2 separate regions of the Sus scrofa genome follow, and region 2 is linked to region 1. The links are chromatin contacts, called in public HiChIP or PLAC-seq maps. All regions are on one chromosome and are shown on one strand. Each heading gives the region's core, a stretch centred on a gene start, on an enhancer-like site or on the middle of the called end of the contact. The rest is flanking DNA. Distances are from core to core; before and after follow the strand shown.

Region 1 (2,973 bases), core at 443-2,942:
AGAAGGATCATCCACTCTGCCCACCTGAAAACCTCACACCAGGACACTTTAGGCCCCCAGGCAAGATTTTTCAGACCTAGCCTTTCCTCCAAAGTGCTGGTCTCTGTAACTCATTTCTGTCTACAATGCTGCTGGTATGAATGTCCTTTCCTGCAAGTACACACACAAAACACACACACACACACACACACACACACACACACACACACACAGAGGTTTCCTGGGCCAACTCTGTAACTGAAGGCAAGTAACCACTTCTTCACCATATAACCAAAGACAGTCACGTCACAGAGCAACAGAAACACTAGATTAAATCCCCTTTCCCAGATTTTTTTTTTGGGGGGGTGAGTTCAGAGATTTTTTCCTTTATTTTTATTTCTCCCCACCCCAACACACACACACACACTCACACACCCCTTATTCAGTCACTCATACACCAGCAGACAGCCATTTCCCAAAATTAGGGGAGAATTTCTTGGGCAGTGTATATATGTCCAGTTGGCTAATAAGAAAATACTCCTTCCAGCCTGGGCCTTGACTAGTTATGGGGTGGGAGGGAAGGGGGGACAAGTTAGTCCTTATTGTATCCACTGCTGGGAAGAACATTCAAACTCTCCCCCACCCCCACCCCACCCCCCTCTTGGCTGCCCCAGCCTTGTCTCTCTGGCCCCTTCTTTTCCATTTCAGGGAGGGCAGGGTGCTGTTCAGGCAGTGAAGGGGAGCCCCCGTGTGTCTAGAAGGTCTCTCCCCACCCCCACCCCGTGTGAGTTTGTACTCCTTGGCATCTTTGCCTGGGTTGGGTGTTGGGGAGCTCAAATTGCAGCTACAAACTGGCTGGCAGCCAGGGGCCGTCTATTTAAAAGCGCCTGCTCAACCCGAGCCTTTAGTCTCTTTGGAAACTTCTGCCGGGGAAAAAAGAGCTAGGAAAGAGCTGCAAAGCGGTGTGGGTTTTTTCCTTTTTTTTTTTTTTTTTTTTTTTTTTTTTTTTTCCTTTTCCTCCTTTTCATTACCCCCTCCTCGGTTTGCACCCTTCTTCGAGCTTCACGTAGAACCTGCGAATTTCGAAGAGGTGCTGGCAGAGTGGGAGGAAAGAGGTGTTAGGGGTTTGGATTTGGTCTTTTTTTTTTTTTTTTTTTTTTTAATTTCTTGATTTCAACATTTTCCCCCCACCGTCGCGGCTGCAGCCGCCGCCTCATACCTGTTCCGCGGCAGCCGTGCGCCGCTGGCGGCTGAGGGTTAGAAAGGAGAAGGGTGTAGTTTGAGATTTTAAACAAAAATTTCGAAGAAAAATCTATTTTTATCCCTCCCCCCTCCACTGCCTCCGAGCTCATTATTCTGGTTGTTGTTTGAGGGGGGGGACAATTTTTTGCTCCCTCCCAGCCCCTGCAATTCTGACCAGGCCAGGCTTGGGGGTTTGTTTCTCTGACCTCCAATTCCTCTGCGTGCACCTGGCGCTGCTCTTTTTCCCCCTACCTGTTGCAAGTCTGTAATCTTTGCAATTGGGACTTGCTTGCAGGCACTCCAGCCCTCCATCGCTCCCTGCATTTTGCAATTGTCTGGGGGAGGGCACCTGCTCTACCTGCCAGAAATTTTAAAAAGAAAAGAATTTCTCCGCGCGCCTTCCTGGCCCCTTTCTCCTTGCACTCTCGATCTCCTGCCCCGCCCCAGGTAAAGGGGGAGACTCGGAGAAGATGGTGCTCACCGCGGTCCTCCTGCTGCTGGCCGCCTGTGCCGGACCGGCCCAGGGCCTGGGCTCCTTCGTGCACTGCGAGCCCTGCGACGAGAAAGCCCTCTCCATGTGCCCCCCCAGCCCCCTTGGCTGTGAGCTGGTCAAGGAGCCTGGCTGCGGCTGCTGCATGACCTGCGCCCTGGCGGAGGGGCAGTCGTGCGGCGTCTACACTGAGCGCTGCGCCCAGGGGCTGCGCTGCCTCCCCCGGCAGGACGAGGAGAAGCCGCTGCACGCCCTGCTGCACGGCCGCGGGGTTTGCCTCAACGAAAAGAGCTACCGCGAGCAAGCCAAGATCGGTGAGCGCTCTCAGTGTGCCAGGCAGTTACACGGCGCACGGGCGGGGGACTTGGGACAGGCTGGCCCCGCGCGCTCTGCCCAGCAAGTGGCTTAGAGCCGGGGTGCAGCCCGGGAGGAGGGCGGGGAGGGTCCTTGCACCTTGGAATTCGAGCCCTGACAGATCCTGCTACCCCGGGCTGCGGTTAGCCGAGCTTCTGCAGGTTTTCGCTCCTTCTCTTCGCCCCTGCCCCCACCTCTCTCCCCTCGACTGAATACCGACTCTGAGCTCTTACTTGGTCTCTAGGTCCAAACCCCCAGGTACTCAATCTCCATTCCGAAAGTGTGCACCTTACGTTATCATCTCCTTCTACCACCCCACCCCCTATCCACTCAATACGGTTTTTTTTTGGGGGGGGGTCCTAAACTTGAAAAAAAAATTTCCTTTGTTAAAATATTGTTTTAACTGAGGACCGGGAGAGAGAGACGCTACCGGTCTTCTGTGCTAATTCCACCTTTGTCCCTCCCAACCCCCTACCCGCCCCCGCCAGTCTTTCTTTGACGTTTCTATTCTCCAACCCCGCCACACCACACAAACACACGTACACGCACACTCACATGCACACATACACGCACGCACGCATTCTAGGTAGCTAATGCCTTTTGGGTGGGGACTTCGATGCCCCTCCCACGTGCACTCTCGTCGATTTAGACTTGACTGATTGTGGTAGATTGTAAAACATGTGAATATGCAAAATACTTTTTTTTTCCCTCCCCGGTGGGGAAAGATTACTTTAGACCAGCGCGGCTGGGAGGTAAGGGGTTGGGGGAGGGGAGTAAGAGAAAGGGACTGGCAGGAAGTGTTCGGTGTTCCTGGGCTGAGTTTTTGTCCTTGAGTCTTAATTCCTTTTCCTCTGTCCCAATTCAGATTTTACCTAGGAAGAAAGATGGAAATAGGGTTGGGAGGCCAG
Region 2 (3,157 bases), core at 232-2,731, 260 kb before region 1:
CATCAGGGATAGGAGACCTATATCCCAAAATCCCACCCCAGAGGACTCCATTGCGAATTGCTTAAAAACCATGATCCTACAGTGTACATTTAAATGTCTATACAGTTCAGTAATCCATGTATCATAATTCATTAAAACAAGTGTTGGACACAATTTCAAGTTTCAAGTTCTTTCTTATTATAAAAACTGTTGTGATAAATATCCTCACAGCTACATCTTGGCATAAAGCATTAATTATGTTCTTAGAAAGATTACTAGACATAGAATTACTGACTGGAAGGTTTGGAACATCATTGTTTCTTGTGTCACTACATTACCTTTACAAAATATTGTACATTTTAACATTGCAAGTTACATTTCTTGGAAGTCCCAGTATTTCCTCATTCTTGCCAACACTTGATATCTTTTTTAAATATATTTTGTCACTTTTTTAAACACAGAAAATTAACATACCATTGCTATTTCAATTTGAAAAAAAGAAACATTTTCTTTCCTTACCACTCAGGTTGATCTTTTTTCTCCATATGTTTATTGGCCATTTAAATGTCTGCATTAGTTATACATGTTTCTCTTTCTTACTGATTTGTATTAGCTCTCTCTAAAGGATATATGTAATAAATATTTCTTGAGTAAGTTTTTTGTGGAATTTTGAGGCATACAAGTCTTCAGTATACAATTTTGAGGCATACAAGTCTTTACAGAATCACATCTATCAATATTGGTCCTTGTGGATTTCTCCCCTTGATGTCATGCTTAGGAAGTTCTTCTACACTTCAAAATAAGCTGTTCTTAAACCATCTGCTCTGATTTTTTTTTCTCTTTTACTGATAACTAGACATGAGAAGCAAAAAGGAAGTAGAAAAAAAATATGTTTGACAATGAGGACCCACAAAAGAAATGGGTGAGAAACCTCACACTGCAGCTGAAAGATGTGGTGAACTTTAGACAACTTTGCTGTCAGTGAATGAGAACCAGGGAACTTGGGATCTTGAAGAATAAACTCTTCTCTTCCTACTGTCTTTGAATGGGTTTAGAGCAAGCCAGACATGAAAGGAGGGGAAAGGATAAGATGGTTCCCAAAAGGAAGAGCTCCCCTCAGCAACAAGGCTCTGACCCCAGACCTGCAAGCTTGTCTGCCTGCAGGAGGGCCTCGGGCTCACTCAGACATGGGTGAATCCCATGTGAAATGCAAGAGTCCAAGAAATATTAATATCCTGGCTGAAGGAGCTCTTGCTACTTGATGCCTGGAAAGTAACTGCTTAACCAGAAAGAAAGGAAAAAAAAAAAAAAAGTCCAGAAAAAGAGTTAGGTGGGGCAGGGGGCCCTGAAAAGGGAAGAAAAGTGTATTCCCCCCAACTCCCCACCCCCACCCCAATACACCTGGCGAAACCTCCGCCCTCAAGGGACCACTCCTTCCCTGGCCAGCTGCTGTTTTCCCACCCTCCGCAGGCCTGGCCCCAGGCCACAGACATTGGGAGCTATGCCTATCCTGGAAGGATCTCTGCAGATGCTATTTTGATAAGACTCTAATCCTTTCCCCGCCCCTTCTCCCCCTTAACCTCTCCAACTCCAGCCAAGGCCTTTGTATGTCTGTATGCCTGTGTGTTTGGGGAAGGGGGGATGGGATTGGAGGGCAGGGTAGCTTAATAACCAGCAAACACAGGCTCCAGTTTCATGGGGTGGATTAATGCAGTGAAATGGCTGCCTGGTCCCAGTTATTGGAGAGAGAGGTTTCCTCGTCTGGGCCTCAATCCTCTAGAAACATAACACGAGAAGCGGCATTGGATGGAATACTGCTGTTAAGCATCAAAAAGTTTCCTCTAGATAAAAATAGAGATTTATTTTCCTTCCCCTCCTTCTCAACCCCCCATAGAATTGCCAGGTAAAATATGGCTGAGTGAAACTTGTATCGCAGATAAAGAACAATTCATGGAAGATACTTATATTAAATAAAAATGTATATTTTATATAAATGTAAGTAAATATGTTGTAAATGTATGTAAATACATCCTTGTTGCTTACCTGAAATTTAAATTAAACTCCATACATTTATTTTCCAAATCCAGCTTCCTCCTTCCCACTTTATACATTTTACTTTTCTGGCACCTATCCTGGAGGCAGACGTGCTCTTTTGCTTCATTTCCTTTCCAAAATATTTTAACAATAGGATTATTAACAATAGCTCATATTTATTGAGCTCTTATTAGGTACTGTCCTATGTTCTTTATAGGTACTGTCTCATACCCACAACAACCCTATAAGGTAAGAGTTTTTACTTTTACCCACATTTTACTAATGAGAAAAATGAAGCTAATAATAATGTTAAGTAAACACTGCTGCTAAGCAGTGGGGTAAGGGTAGGTTTTCAGGAAGACTCCACCCTTGATCTCTGATGGTAACCTCAGCTCCCAACAGCCTGTGGTGAATCCCTCCTCCCTCTTCCTTACACTTCTGGCCCATCACATCCTGCTGGCTCCAGCCTTGGTCCTCCTTGCACCATTTCTTCTTCTGCTAACCAGGATGTGACTTAAGAAAACTCCCACATGGAGAGAAAGGACATGATCAAAGTTGGCAGCAGTGCTGGTAGAGGAAACTCTTGCTACCTACCCCTGTTCCCACCCCTGGCAACTTCCACTTACTCATTCAATCTTTCAGCTCTGAAAAGTCCAGGTGTAGGGACTCTTTGCAGGAGGAGAATCTAAAAGATAAATAAAGCAAAATCCCTTTGGCAGCTGTCTCCATTCTAGCTTTCCAGAGCAAATGCCTACACTATGGAGAGGACAGTCCCTTCTCACTCTTGACCCCATAGCTAAGGGAAAAGTTGGGACAGTTGATATATGAGGCTCCCAGTCTCTGCATCAACAGGATCACCAGGCTGAATCCAGAAATACCCACTGAAGCTAAGAGTGTGGAGAGGAGTAGGCATAGATGCAGACTGGCCAACTGTAGGGAGACTCAATATAACCCTAAGTTAACAGCCCCTAATGAGACAACTACTAAATTTCGTACTCTCACTCTTCTCACCTACAAAGTAGGAATAATTACTGTACCAAGCTCATAGGATGGTGGTGAAGATTCAATGAGGTGTTGTGAAACATCAGCAAAGTACAGGTCATGCAGGAACTCAGCTCTGACAGTCTTTGGCTTTTACCATAAC

Evidence for each region. HiChIP or PLAC-seq counts read pairs in DNA pulled down with a chosen protein or histone mark.
Region 2: a contact with region 1 is called in an H3K27ac HiChIP or PLAC-seq map of skeletal muscle, with 3 times the contacts expected there. The contact joins the enhancer-like site here to the promoter of IGFBP5 in region 1. A contact is called at or near these places in 1 of 5 promoter capture datasets (fetal skeletal muscle), 7 of 47 Hi-C or Micro-C datasets (embryonic fibroblasts, epiblast stem cells, liver and 3 more) and 1 of 2 datasets of contacts at active chromatin or transcription factors (skeletal muscle).

Annotation. Positions count from the first base shown.
Region 1 is chr15:118,876,506-118,879,478 of Sscrofa11.1, reverse strand. It overlaps IGFBP5 (insulin-like growth factor binding protein 5), which reads left to right and starts at 1,692. Exons shown (of 4, transcript NM_214099.1): 1 at 1,692-2,025. The coding sequence starts at 1,692.
Region 2 is chr15:119,132,860-119,136,016 of Sscrofa11.1, reverse strand. No RefSeq gene overlaps it. Among named protein-coding and RNA genes, the nearest start is that of TNP1, 96 kb to the right of the region's middle. Within about 2 kb of position 1,481, at least 4 of the 83 cell types and tissues checked have an H3K27ac peak or open chromatin away from gene starts, as enhancers often do. A contact at or near this core is called in fetal skeletal muscle and skeletal muscle, where this site is marked.